Regions from separate parts of the Mus musculus genome. Here all the other regions are linked to region 1. The links are chromatin contacts, called in public HiChIP or PLAC-seq maps. All regions are on one chromosome and are shown on one strand. Each heading gives the region's core, a stretch centred on a gene start, on an enhancer-like site or on the middle of the called end of the contact. The rest is flanking DNA. Distances are from core to core; before and after follow the strand shown. Region 1 has its middle 5.7 kb from the start of Gm41589. Region 2 overlaps AI661453 (expressed sequence AI661453). Region 3 holds the start of AI661453 (expressed sequence AI661453).

Evidence for each region. HiChIP or PLAC-seq counts read pairs in DNA pulled down with a chosen protein or histone mark.
Region 2: an HNF4G HiChIP or PLAC-seq map of pancreatic cancer cells shows a contact between it and region 1. The contact joins two enhancer-like sites. A contact is called at or near these places in 1 of 484 Hi-C or Micro-C datasets (embryonic stem cells), 5 of 115 datasets of contacts at active chromatin or transcription factors (embryonic midbrain, embryonic stem cells, pancreatic cancer cells and 1 more) and 1 of 9 other capture datasets (embryonic stem cells).
Region 3: an HNF4G HiChIP or PLAC-seq map of pancreatic cancer cells shows a contact between it and region 1. The contact joins the promoter of AI661453 here to the enhancer-like site in region 1. A contact is called at or near these places in 4 of 39 promoter capture datasets (cranial neural crest, embryonic stem cells, hippocampal neurons and 1 more), 2 of 484 Hi-C or Micro-C datasets (both in embryonic stem cells), 9 of 115 datasets of contacts at active chromatin or transcription factors (embryonic hindbrain, embryonic stem cells, forebrain and 3 more) and 1 of 9 other capture datasets (embryonic stem cells).

What each region holds. Positions count from the first base shown.
Region 1 is chr17:47,143,161-47,147,664 of GRCm38.p6, forward strand. It overlaps a transcript of Trerf1 not described here. Among named protein-coding and RNA genes, the nearest start is that of Gm41589, 5.7 kb to the left of the region's middle. Within about 2 kb of position 2,026, at least 27 of the 459 cell types and tissues checked have an H3K27ac peak or open chromatin away from gene starts, as enhancers often do. A contact at or near this core is called in pancreatic cancer cells, where this site is marked.
Region 2 is chr17:47,460,906-47,465,409 of GRCm38.p6, forward strand. It overlaps AI661453 (expressed sequence AI661453), which reads left to right. Exons shown (of 5, transcript NM_145489.2): 3 at 3,049-3,124. Among named protein-coding and RNA genes, the nearest start is that of AI661453, 27 kb to the left of the region's middle. Within about 2 kb of position 2,051, at least 48 of the 459 cell types and tissues checked have an H3K27ac peak or open chromatin away from gene starts, as enhancers often do. A contact at or near this core is called in pancreatic cancer cells, where this site is marked.
Region 3 is chr17:47,434,452-47,438,955 of GRCm38.p6, forward strand. AI661453 (expressed sequence AI661453) reads left to right here and starts at 2,188. Exons shown (of 5, transcript NM_145489.2): 1 at 2,188-2,498. The coding sequence starts at 2,354. It also overlaps a transcript of 1700001C19Rik not described here.

The sequences.
Region 1 (4,504 bases), core at 776-3,275:
AATTTGAGCACCAGGGGGTCTGGCCAGGAACTGGTTAGTAGGGATATGGCATAACCACCCAACACCGAGGTTAACTAAAGTCGGTTAAGCTTTCCTGAGTTCTGTAAACAGGTTTTGAGTTTAGAAAGGGAAAATGGGTTAAAAAACAAAACAAAATAATAACACCACCACCACCACCACCACCCCCTTATGTTACTGATAAACAGTCCGTTTTTCCTTCTCTCCTTCCTCCCATCAGGCTTCAGGATCAAGGGATTAATATTTGGCAGATTGAGAGTTGAGTTAGTTCGAAATCTTAGTGCCACCTATCACATGTTCCCAACTAGGCATTAGCTAAACAAATTAGCTGTTATCTTTAACTGGGCTATTGGCTGAGTCTGATTGGGTGTATACGCTCAGAGAGTAAATAAGAATTCCTCATGTGTGTTTATTCCAGGGTGGAATTATTTACATGTCTAACCTGGGAGCCAAGAATGGGTTTTTTTTCCCCCTCTTAACATTTATTTTATTGTCTCGCTTTTGGCCATTAATCAAGTCACAGTAGCGCCCCCCCCCTCCGCCATTCAACTGAGAATGTTCTCGTGGTAATAAAGGCTTGAAGGCCCAAGAATCATAATTCATTCTTTTTATAATATTGTGACAATTGTCAGGATTTGATTTACAGGAATTGATACCCGGAGTGACACACCCCTTTGGGCCCCGCCCTTTCAGGCATGTCCATTTTCGCCAACTGATTGTTTAGAAGCTAGCCTGACATGTTGGGGGGGGGGGAGAGGAGGAGGGAGGGAAGGCGCCTTTGCCTTATGCATTATAGGCACAGAGAAGATTAATTTTGTAGGTTCCAGAATGAACGTGGGTCTTTTCACAGCTTGGTAAGCAGGCATCCACGTAGCAGGCATGTGCTAATATCAGAGAGCATTGACAGAAGCTTACTGTGGAAATAGTCAGTCTAGCAGCTGTGCAGAGAGCACTCTGTTAACCGGCCTGTGCCTGTGCTATTTGTTGAGTTCAGAGTTTAAATTATAAAGAGGGGAGAGAGGAGAGGGTGTTGTGTTCCGTGCCTCGTATATTAAAATGTGCAGACACGGAAAACAAAGCTTATTTAGAATTTTCTCTTTCTTTTTTGATGTATGGGTTTATCGTAAGAACACAAAGTATTGTTTTTCTCTCCCTAGGCAGGGTGGGGTGGTGCATAGAAGAATTTGCCAAGAGGCTGATAGGGTGAGAAGAGCTAAAATTGTTTATATTTAGTAGTTGGTTTGAGTTTGTGGGCATTTGTAACGTGACAGAACTTCTAAGGTGGCTGTATGCTCAAGGCAGGCCAAGGTGAATCTGAAAATGGATAGGGTACCAATTTTTAGCCGGTTCTGCATATGGGGGTTATTGTTATTATTTTTTTTTTAAAGGATAGCTCTTTGGGTTCCAGCTTTATTCTAGAGTCACGTGGAGTGAGAACCCAGAGCTCTTGACACTGTCTTCCTGGGCCAACGGCCAAATTGCTTCATGGACTCAGGGCGAGTTGATTAACTTCTGTTTTTTGTCTTCTCCTGGAGAAATGGATTTGTACGTTGGCATTCCACAAAGGCGCTTGAGCGGCCTGGCAACTGTGCCAACATGTAAAAGCCATTACTTAGGAAAGCCTGCTGTTGGTGTAGAGTCCCTCATTCATTTACATCTTATGGATTTTTTTAAAAATACTTTTAATTGTGTTTTTGTTCGTGAGTCTGCATGTGGGTATGTACACATGTGAGTGCAGATTCCTGCTGAGGCCAGAGGCGTGGGGTCTCCTGGAGCTGCAGTTATAGGCAGTGGTGACCCTCCTAGTGGGTGCTGGGAATGAAGTTCCGGTAGTCTGCCAGGAGCAAGCAGTTAAGTGCCCTTCACTACTGCTGAGCCACCTCTCCAGCCCTGTTGTAGATTTATTAAAAAAAAAAATCCTAATTATACGTGCTGCTGTAGAGGGAGCTTGTACTTTCAGGCACCCAAAATAATTTCAGTTCATCTTCGAAGTTTCCTCTCCAGCCAGCTGGCTGGATGATCTAATGCTGAGTCAAGCTTGAGGTTAGTTAAGCTGTTGTTCCCGGGCAGCAGGTAGCTTTGGGGAGGCGAAGTGGACCCTCAAAGCTTAGTGTGAACTTGCCTGATGAGCTCACATGTGGGCTATTGCAATTCGTGCGAGTGGTGATAGGGTCCTTACTGACTGACGGTGTATGGTGACTTCCGGGACCTGGACTGCCACTCTGGGCTTTTCGGGAGAAAGCTCTAGATGGTTTTATTGACTTTGGATATTGACCCAGAAAAAATAAGGATCCAGACAGGTGCTCCAGACCTGCCCTGGAGCCACACATTTCTGAACTCACGAAACTGTGTGGCTGAAACAGGGAAGAGGGCTGGAGTCCTCAGAGATCTTGTGGGAAGGCTACAATCTTAAAGGATCTTGTGGGTTAACCGTATTTTTAGATTTTCATATTGGAGAGTAACTGGTGAGGTTAAAATATAGTTGAGATTTTTCTCTTTATCCCCACCCTGTCCGGAAAGGGACTAAAACCCGCCGGATTGCAGTTACTGGTATGCTTATCCACTGATGGATATGGGCGTGCGTGCCTGCGTATATGCGTGCGTGCTTGCGCGCATGCGTGTGTGCATACGCAAGCCAGATGTCAGTGTTGCCTGTTTCCTCCTCAGGTGCCCTGTCACCTTATTTAACTTATTTATTCATTTGACTTTTATTTGTGTATATGTGTACCCCTGCGCATGCGTGGCGGTCTAGGGTAGCTTGTGGGAGCTGATTCTCTGCTTCCACTTTGTGGGTTCTGGAGGTCAAACTTAGGTTGACAGTCTCTGTGGCATATGCCCTTACCATGTGTCCCCACCTGTCCCAGGCCTCGGTCCGGCCCTTTTCACTTTAAATTTTGAAACGGAATTTCTCACTGAATCCGGAGCTCATTCATTCAGTGGCTGGCCAGTGAACTCCGGGACCCCATCCTCCTGTCTCTGCCTCCTTGTGCTCCACTATAGCCCCATGCCATCGTGTTTATTGTTTCGCTTGTCTTAGGTGGGTGATGGAGATCTGAACTCGGGGTCCTTCTGCCTCTGCAGCTGCCACTTTACCCACTGTGCCATCCTCCCCGGGGCTGCATTTTAAAGAACTATTAAAGTCTTTCTATGTGAATTGCTCCATGAGTCTTTTAGAAAAGCTCTTCTGAGTTAAAGGACAGACACAACCACCAAAAACCCCTCTGGGATGTTTTCTAAGAATTTGAAATTCCCAGAGTAGCCACTTAGAGGAATTCGGGCCGAGGAAATGAATATTTAGGTTGTTTGTTTCCGCCTAGAGGACAAGAAGCTAGGAGCGGTGTGGGTCATGCTGGCTACTGATCTACTGACATTGAAAATACTTTTAGAGGAAGAAGAGAAGGAAAAATAAAACTTAGGGTCTAAATGGCTATGAGAATTTTGGGATCACATAGTGTGGGGTTATCATTATTATTTTAATTTCTGACTTGAGAAGCCCTGATTTTCATTTATACATTTAGCAGCCACTTTCATTTTATTTTATTTTTTTTAGATTTATTTATTTATTATGTGCAGAAGCCTTTTTTTGCCTTGTATGTCTGTGTATTATCTTGTGCATGCTCAGTGCCCCCAGTGGCCACAAGAGGGCATTGGATCCTCTAGAACTGGAGTTATGGGGGGTGTGAGTCACCATGTGGGTGCTGGGATTGAACCTGGGTCCTGAGCTGTTGCTCCAGCCCAGTTAGCTTATTCTTTCATGAGCACGTGCTATTTGCCGGTCGCATTAAGGTACTGGGAATCTTGGAGATTATAAGACATGCTTCTCTCTCTGGCCACCACGGGTGGATGTGGGCAGAGGTGGATGCTGCAAACTGGGATACATACATGCTCTTGTGAAGTAGGGACCAGGCAGAAGATCTAATGCAGCCTCCTTGAGGAGTAGGGTGGAGAAGACAGAGTGGCCATGCAGCAGAGAGCATGTGTGGCTAGCTTTAGATCTGTAGGAAGCTAGGGGAGGTCTAGGTATGGGGGAGGGAGCCTTGAATGGCCATTCAGAGCCCTGTGGGCCTTGGGAAGGGTTGGATTTCCATCTCTTATTTTTAGTGCTAAATCTAAATAACTCTTTACACATGTCAAGCAAGTGCTGTGCCACTGAGCTATGCCTCTAGCTCCTCCCCTCCCCTCCCCTCTTCCCTCCCCTCCCCTCCCTTTCCCCCTTCCCTCCCCTCCCCCTCCCCTCTCTCTCTTTCTTTCTTTCTCTTTTCTTTCTTTCCTTCCTTCTCCCTGTCAATTGCTAAAGAGATTCTTATTTTGTGTGTGTCTGTCTGTCTGCCTGTGTAGACTGTGACTGCTCTTAAACTCATTCCCTACCCCAGGCTGGCCTTGAACTAGTTTCAATCTTCTTGCTTTATCCTCTGAGTAGCTAGGATTACAAGGCCTATAGCCTTGGACTCTGCTTAAATATTTGGATTTTTTAAAAATTACATTT
Region 2 (4,504 bases), core at 801-3,300, 320 kb after region 1:
AGCAAGCAAGGATGTAAAGGGAGGGAGGGATGGACGGACGGAAGAGGGAGGGGGAGAGAGAGGGAGAGGGAGGGAGGGAGAGAGAGAGAGAGCGCAAGTGCCCAGGACCCCATGGAGCTTGGCTTTGCTGGTTTGGAGCTTTGTCTTGTTGGGGAAGACATTAGAGGATGACGGCCTGGGGCTGCGTTATCTTTGTGAGTTTGTTTTACATCTAAAGAGCATTTTGCTTTCATCTATATTTGTGCCTCCTAGTCTCTGCATTTTATGTGAAGAAAATGGGTTTCATGGATATGTAGAACAGGAAGAGTTGGGGTCCAGCGGGAAGGCTCACCTGTTAGGAACACTTGTTTTTACAGGGTGTGGGACTGGGTACCAGAAGTTTTCCACGGAGATCTCTGTCCAGGCCAGGTAGGAAGGTTCCCGAGAAGGGAAGTGAGTCCAGGCAGAGAGATGAGTCTCTGCCACGCCTTCCAGGTCGCTCCTTAACCGAGCCTCTCTGAACTGAGTCGGGTCAGGCTTGGCCGATGAGAAGCCGACTATCCAGTGAGGCGTGCAGTAGGACCTCGGGTGGCTCTTCGGGAGAGAAGATCTCTTCCCAAGTGTTACATAGACCTCTTGGAACAAAAGACTCAGATGAAGGAATATTTCTCGCATACCTTTAATTCCCTGCATGGACTTATATACAGTTCTGGGGGTGATTCAGGGTTTGACAGCAGGCACCTCTCATTGGCTTAGACTGAGAGTTTGGGGGAAACCTTATTTGCGTGTAGGAAGGCTTGGTGCTGTTCCTACCCAAGTCTCTCCTGTGGGAGCTGTGGGGGCAGTAACTTCGACAGGAGTCAGGGGTCCAGGAGACAGGGGTTAGTTCTAACTCTCAATCTGCAGGAGACTGCCTCACAAGGCCTACTTAGAGCATATGAGACCTCAAAGCCCAACTCCATAGTCACACACCTCCTCCTCCGAAAAGGCCACACCTCCCAACAGTGCCACTCCCCATGGACCAAGTATTCAGATAACTGAGTCTTTGGGGGCTGTGCCTATTCAGATCATCACAGATGGGTGCATGGGTCCCTTCTGGGCTTAGCACAAGTTCACAGGTAGAGATAACAGACCCGGGGGTGTTGAAGTATTTTTCTCAGTCCTGTGGTGAGGTAGCAGGGCTGATAACATCAAGTCCATTTGCTCCAAAGCCCCTTTACAAAGGGCAGCTGAGCTAGTCCTTAAAGGAAGGGCTGTGGTGAGGTGCAATGTCCAGAGCCTGGGTCCAGCAGTGCCAGCTGTAGCTGTATGTTTTAAATTACTTCTGAGACATTTCCGGATGTCTTTTTCCTCACCCAGTACATGCAGGGGACATCTTTCTCATCGAGTGGTGACGGAGATGGTTTCGAGTAGGGCACAAGGAGCATTCTTGGTATTATTAGAAACTAATGGGAGGGGCACTGGGATGTGGCTCCGTTGGCAGAGTGCTTGCCTCACATGCACAGAGCCCTGGGTTTAATCCTCAATACCACAGAACCAGGTGTGGTGGTGGCAGCTGCCATCACAGCATTGGGGAGGTGAAGGCAGGAAAACCAGAAGTTCAGGGTCATCTTCAGCTACATAGTGACTCTGAAGCCAAGGACGGTGGCTTGAAGAAAAATAAAGGAGAAATAGATGGCTTGCCCAACTCCAGGCCCAGGAAGCACGCAGACTGTGGTGGTGGGGAGACTGTTGGATTAGAACATAGACTGGTGTGCTAAGTGAGTGGGAAAGGAGAATGGACTTGGGAGCCAGAGGCCAGGCCACTGAGACCCCTGAGAAGCACATGTAGTGCTCTGCCAAGCTCCCAAATGGCAGGTGTGTGCACTTTGTTGATCTATGGAAATGTGTTGGGGGCAGGGGGGTGCGGAGAGAATGCAAAATAGACTCTCAGACAGACAGCTGTGCAAACACAGCTCTGTTTGGTTCAGGTGAGAGATCAGAGACGCCTGCACTGCTTGCAGAGCCCTGCTTCAACACTTAGTTATCTTCTGTAAATTCCTGGTGAAGACCTGGAGTCAACTGGAGGTCGGGAGGCGGGTTCTTTGGGGCAGCTGAGTCACTGCAGGTTCTTTGTGTTAGGCTTGGGGACAGTCCCCAGGGGCTGGTTCTCTCCTTCCATTCTGGGTCCCAGAGACCAGCTCAGCTCAGCCCAGGCCACCAGCGTTGGCAGCCAAGCACCTTTACCCTTTGAGACATCTCACCAGCCCTCATTTTGGCTTTTTTGGTTGGCTTTTGTTTTGTTTTGACTGGGCCTCACTGTAGCTGAGACTCATGATACAGACCGGGATCACCTGATATGTGTGTGGCACGTGCCTGACTCCTTAGTTTGCTTTGAATTGAGATTCTTATTCCGATGTAGTTGATCCTCGTCTTTGCTGGTTCTGTATTTGCAAATTTGATCTGTAACTAACATTGCTTTTGTGGTTGTTCTCATACATGCATAAAGCAGAAAAACAAAAACAACCCTGAATGGGAACCCCAAAGCATGCATTTCTAGCTGAGAAAAAAAAAAAAAAACCAACAGGACATTTGTATCCTGTATCACAGGATGGCCTCAAACTCATTACGTGGCCGAGCATGTCTTTGACCTCCCTAATCTGCCCTGAGCGCTGAAAATCCAGGCATACCCCACCACACACAGTTTTTACCCTACTGGGGCTCGAACTCAGGGCTTTGTATATACTACAGGGCAAACACTCTACCAACTGAAATATATCCCCAACCCAGATTTATTTTTTAAACTTCACTCACAGGGTGGGCTGGAGAGATGGTTTATCAGTTAAGAGCACTTGCTGCCCTTGCAGTTCTCAGGACCTGAGTGCTCATTCTCAACTGCGCGTGTGACTCTGGTTTGTCACCTTCTGGCCTCTGTGGGCACTGCACAGATAATTAATTAATCTAAAATAAATGTGTTCACTTAAGAAGTTGTATGGCTACTACCATTCCTGCAGTTTCTTTGGTAATGGGAGACTCACAGCCCAGTTTGAGTTGTCTGTTCATCCCTCCACGTCCCCTGGTCTCTTTCAGAATGCCCAGGAGAACCATGGGCTGGCTGTGCCCACCCCGTCTGTCCCAGAAGATTTTGCAGACAAAGAAGTGGGAGGTAAGAGAACTCTGATCTTGTGGCTTCCTTTCATCCCTGCTGGGGCCCTGAAGTTAAAACAAAATAAAACAAGCAAGCAAACATCTCCATTTCCCCCAGCTGGAGGCAAAGCCAGCATCCGGCACCTCTTAGCTACTACTGGTCAAGGTGGGTGAGAACAGTGGGCCAGGGAGATGCAGAGAGTCAAGGTTGGCTAACACCCATTTTAGAGAGTGGTGAGAGCAGGGAGGGCCCGGGTCACAGCAGGATAGAAGGCAGCAGGAAGACCTGGGTCAGACAAACCTATCTCTGAGCCTATAAGCTATAGCCTGATTAGCTCCGTCCCCAGGACACTTTCCCTGCTTGAGAAGAGCAGTGCTAACTCTAGAGGACTCAGTGTATGGGATGGATGTGAGCCACTTGGTGAAATCAGGCTGGTGACACCCCGTGTGACTCTGAGCAAAGGTTCCTGAGAACTGCGGTGTCTCAGTCACCGCTTCCGTCCTCACTCTCCCCTTCTGCAGCTCCTAAAGGCAGCTCCTTAGCGAACCAGGCAGGTTTTCAGCCCGGGGTCTGCTCTGCAGCCCACTCTTTACCCCTCTGCTCCGAGGTCACCTTCCCAGTGGGCCTTCCTAATTAAACAGCACCTTTTAACACCCCTCCCCTGCTGTTTTTCTTACTGCCTTCCCCATGGTAATGATTGACTAGTGTATGGAATTATCGGGTTGACCCCTTATGGAGTAAGTTTCAGAGGCGGAGTTTAGAGCAAGTGGAGGAGTGTGTAAAGGCCAGAGGTCAACATCACCAAGCAGGAGCAAGGCCCTGGATTTGATCCCTAGCACAGAACAAAGCAAGGCTAAGCTTTAGTGGATAGGATCCCTCTGCTTTGTTTGTTTGTTGCTGTCAGGACACAGCGTGGGGGTTCCATTTCAGGTCCCCAGCATCACATAGCTGGGAGCAGACTCTCTCCTAAGCACTCTGAGGAGGGAAAAGGGAAAACAAGCATGGCGGAGGGAGGCGGACTCTTCGGGGAACGGGGTGCAGAAGAGGGGCGTATGGCTGCTGTCCATCTCTGTAGCAGCACTGTCCCGGCTACCTTCCTTCCTCCTCACCATCCTCAGTCCAAACACTTCGCAGGGGTTCTAAACTCTGCAGTGGGTTTCGGTAGACTTGGGTCTCCCAAAAGCGAGAGTTATCTATCTGTGCAGACTGCTTCCTCCTGTCAGCACCCAGGGCTGCTCCAGGACCTCAAGTGGGAAGCCCCTTATTAATATAAGAAGGTGTCCTGACAGCTCAGGACATAGCGGCCATTGCTGCTTCTTCAGTCGGCTTTCAGATGAAAGGGCTGGACACTAGCTAGCCCTTCAGGCACAGGTACACTAGTGTTTCCCTTGGTCAACC
Region 3 (4,504 bases), core at 938-3,437, 290 kb after region 1:
CTTCTGGAGGCAGAGGCAGGTGGGTCTCTGTAAACCCAAGGCCAACCACAGCTGTACAGTAAGACCCTATCTCAAAAAATATATCTTTAACTGGGCGTGGTGGCGCACGCCTTTAATCCCAGCACTCAGGAGACAGAGATAGGTGGATTTCTGAGTTTGAGACCAGCCTGGTCTACAAAGTAAGTTCCAGGACAGCCAGGGCTACACAGAGAAACCCTGCCTGGGGGAAAAAAAAAAAAAAAAAAAAAATATATATATATATATATATATATATATATATATATATATATATATAAAATTTTAATGTGTATGAGTATTTGCCTGTGTGTGTGCAGTGCACACATCTGATCCCCTGTAACCGGAACTACAGATCACTATCCACTGCCACGTGGTTGCTTGGAACTGAAAAGACAGCCAGGGCTCTTTACTTCTGAGCCATCTCCTCAGCCCCCCCAAATCTGGTTTCTAAAAATTACATTCATAGTCAGGCATGCAGTATACCTTTAATCCCAGTACTTGGGAGCAAAGGCAGGCAGATCTCTATGAATTTAAAGCCAGCTTGGTCTATATAGAAAGTTTCATGCCAGCCAGAGCTACAAAGTAACATTTTGTCTCAAAAGAATATTCCAGGAGAGAAGAATCTGGTGTCTATAAAATACCAAATTTTCTAGAGCTGTGTTCAGGGCATGACGTGGTCATTGTGTTCTGAAACAGACTACAATGTGGTTATCCATACAGGCTCAGGCCAATGAGATCAGTCAACTTTCTGATAGGCAGCACTAACTAGACCCAGTAGATTTAAAGGGGGGCGGGGAGGGATGATGAAGAGGAGAAAGGGATGGGAGGGAAGAGTGGGAGAGGGATAGCCTGCATGATATGCTCAAGACACATTGTTTATGTATGAAATTGCCAAAGACTAAATTTTATTTCATGAAATATACATTAAGATCGGGCTTGGTGGTCTGAGCATTTAATCCCAGCACTTGGGAGACAGAGTTGAGATAGTCATAAGTTCAAGTCCAGCCTGGTCTACAAATTTCAGGACAGCAATGGCTACATAATAGACAGACCCTGCCATACATAGATAGATAGATAGATAGATAGATGCATACATACATACATACATAATACATACATGTATGTATATGACATATATGGCAGGGTCTCTCTAATATACACACTATATAATGTATTAAATATATTATCTTTAATATATTAATAATATACACAATATAAATAATAAACAAGAAACAATATGAAATATATAAAATAATTATATATTGAATATGTTAAATATTTAATATATTAGTATATTAATATATATGGAGGCCTAACCATGAGGATAGTTTCTTCCTGTGTTCTCTAATGGTACAGAAACTAGCCGGGCGATGGTGGCACACGCCTTTAATCCCAGAACTTTCGAGGCAGAGGCAGGCAGATTTCTGAGTTTGAGGCCAGTCTGGTCTACAAAGTGAGTTCCAGGACAGCTAGGGCTATACAGAGGAACCCTGTCTCGAAAACAAAAACAAAACCAAAAACAAACGAACAAACAAACAAACAAAAAATGGTACAGAAATTAGCCGGGCGGTGGTGGCACAAGCCTTTAATCCCAGCACTCCTGTCTCGGAAAAACAAAAAAACAACAACAACAACAACAACAACAACAACAACAACAACAAAAAAAAAAAAAAAAGGAAAAAAAATGTGCAGAAATTTCTTAACTCTACCTGGCCTCTAACTTCCTGTGTATTCATCATTTGTATTCATCGAAGTCTCCCTCACACATGTCAGAGGGCCCACGGGATGCTCTGGGCCATGCTAGCTTGGCCAGGCAGGTACTTTTCTGGGATGCAAGTCATTTCTAAACTGTCCACCCTGATCTGCTCAGGAAGGGCTCACAGACTCAAGGAACTCGCCTTGGGCTTTTCCTGGTCCAGAAAAAAAAAAAAAAAAAAAAAAAAAGTGGGGGTGGATCGGGCGTGCCGGTAGGGAACCCGCGGCAGGGGGCGGCTCTGCTCCCCAGCAGGGCGTGGGCCGGGCGAGGTCCTCCGCGCAGCGCACGGTGCCAACAATAGGCTGTTGTGGAAGGAGGCAGGAATGTGGCCCGGGGAGTTGGGCGGCGGGGCGGGGCCGGCTCCGGGCGGCAGCCTCTTACCTGTCCAGGTAGCTCGCATTTCCAGGCGAGCGGCGGCGGCGCCCGCACCACCTGTCGCCGGGTGCGCGGGCGGGGAGCGCGGCTGGGGACCATGGCCTGCTAGTGTCCCCTGGGAAGACGCTGCGGGGTTCAGTCTGGAGCAGGACAGGCCTAGGGACGGAAGGTCCTTCCCTCGGGGACAGATCGGCCTGCAGCAGCATGAAAAAGAACCAGACCATGCAGGGCACTTTCAGCAAACTCTTTGGGAAGAAGCACGCCCACCCCTCCACCACGTCCCTCTACGCCACCAATCCACCCTGGATTTTCACCCACGAGGCCCAAGAGGAGGGAACCAGGGACTTTGGTGAGTGCACCCCGGCTGGGGGAAAAAAAAAAAAAAAAAACAAGGGAGAGTTCCCCGTGGCGCCTCTTCCCTCCTGGCTCTGGCGTCACTTGGGCGCTGGGAAAGCGGGCTGGGGCAGGGACACGTTGGAACCTGTGGACCGGCTGAGGAGATGCTGGGAAGGGGAAGGAGGCGCGGCAGCCCGAGTCAGAGAGGTGCAGGGAACCCCTGAAGTGAGGCCGCCGATCCTTGCCGCCCTCACCTGCCGTTCCCTGTCTCCCTTCATAACCTTTGGTAGGGTTTCTGTTTGTGTGGCTGTCTTTGCTGTGTCTCCTACCACATATCCGCATTCTGAGTCAGAGATCTAGACGTCTGTCCCTAGTCCTTTCCGCTTCCTCTGTCCCGCAGAGAGAGCCTGCCTCAGGTGCCCTTGCCGTTCGTTCTGTTTGAGAAAGGAAAGTCAGCGAGCAGGCCACTGTTAGCAGATTGCCAGCCATTTGCGACATCAAATTAGCTTTGTTTGGTTTGGTTGGGGGTGGGGAGGGAAGGGGGCTGAGTGTCACATGCTCTTGCCCAGGTCCTCTTGGATCTGGGTTGTCTATGGTCTCGGACTGAAGAGTCAGAGGTGGGACAGAGGAGAGTGCGGACCCTTTGAATCAAGGGTGGTGTGTCTTTGCAAACTACTGGAAATAAATTGGCCCTTCCCCAGCTCCGGCTATGGGACACTCCTATCTCTTTGTCAATCTCCAGTTTATACACTCTTAACTGGGGGGAACCCCGGGAAAATGGGGGAACGGTACTCACTTCTTGTTTTTGATCCATGCTTCTGGTGTCTGAAGTGGGAGACAGGGGTGTGTCACCAATCACTCCCTAGTTTTACCTGCCTTCCTCATCACCTTTATGGTACTTGGAGTTCTGTTCAACACCCAAATGATTACATTGGGGGCCAGGGCAAGAACAAGATGTCACCTTTCCCTGACCTAAAGATCTCTCACCAGCAGGCAAGCAAAACTAAGAGTATGCCCTCCTGCCCTTTGGGGGCCTCTGCTGGAAGACAGCCTTTAGGTGCATGAGAAAGAGAAGAGGCATTTCTGAGGGGAACCTAGCCTCAGAGTGGAGAGGGAAGGCTGTCTCTGACAGAGCACAGGTTTCAGTAATGGGGAAGAGAGCAGGACCAAGTGGGGGCGTGTCTAGGCAAAGAAGATACCAGTGCTGGCAAGTGAACCCTAAGTGTACTCTGGGATGCCCCAACACCTTCCTTGGCCTGAAGGAAGACATCAATAGCAAACTGTCACCCACCTTTCCTAGGTGCAAACTCTCCTAAAACGTTTGATCTTTGACTCACTGAGTCTCTGTCTAGTGTAAGATGCTATTATTGGCTTTCTGGATGAGGACGCCAAAGAACAGGGATGTTACAGACCTGGTCCAAGACCGCAAGATTTAAATGGTAGAGCTGCGATTTTCCCAGCGCATAGGAACAGATGCTCTTCAGTAGACACCTAACTCATGTAGCTGTCACCAGCAAGCAAGTGAGAGAATTTCCAGTACCCCAGAGTCTTGCTGGCAAGAGAGCCAACATCTGGACCCAGGCAGAGCCCGACTCTAGCAGGCTTTCTGATTTTTCTCTGGAGGAAGGGATTTGGGGGTGAATGCCTGAAAAACCAGTCCCCACCCACCACCACCACCCCTTTCTCTTCAAAGAGTCTCGGAACAGCCTCTTCACATTTCCTCCCTATTTTGTCTGGATGATCGGACTGTTGGTCGGAATCAGGCCTGGAGAGAGAAGAGGGACAGGATACCTTGTAAGCTCTTAGCAGTCTAGTCAGGGCAGGAGTCTAGGGGACAGTTCCTCCCTGTCCCCAGGGCAGGGCTGGGCCTTCAGCTGACTCAGCTTGGCTGTGCGTGCCTGGGCTGGGGTTTGGGAAGGGGTGGACATCAGCCTGGCTCTCCTGTGTTCTCCAGTGCTCCCTTGGGGTGCTCACAGGCAGGACAAACCCACCTCCTTGTTACGGAGGTTTGGGGTTGTT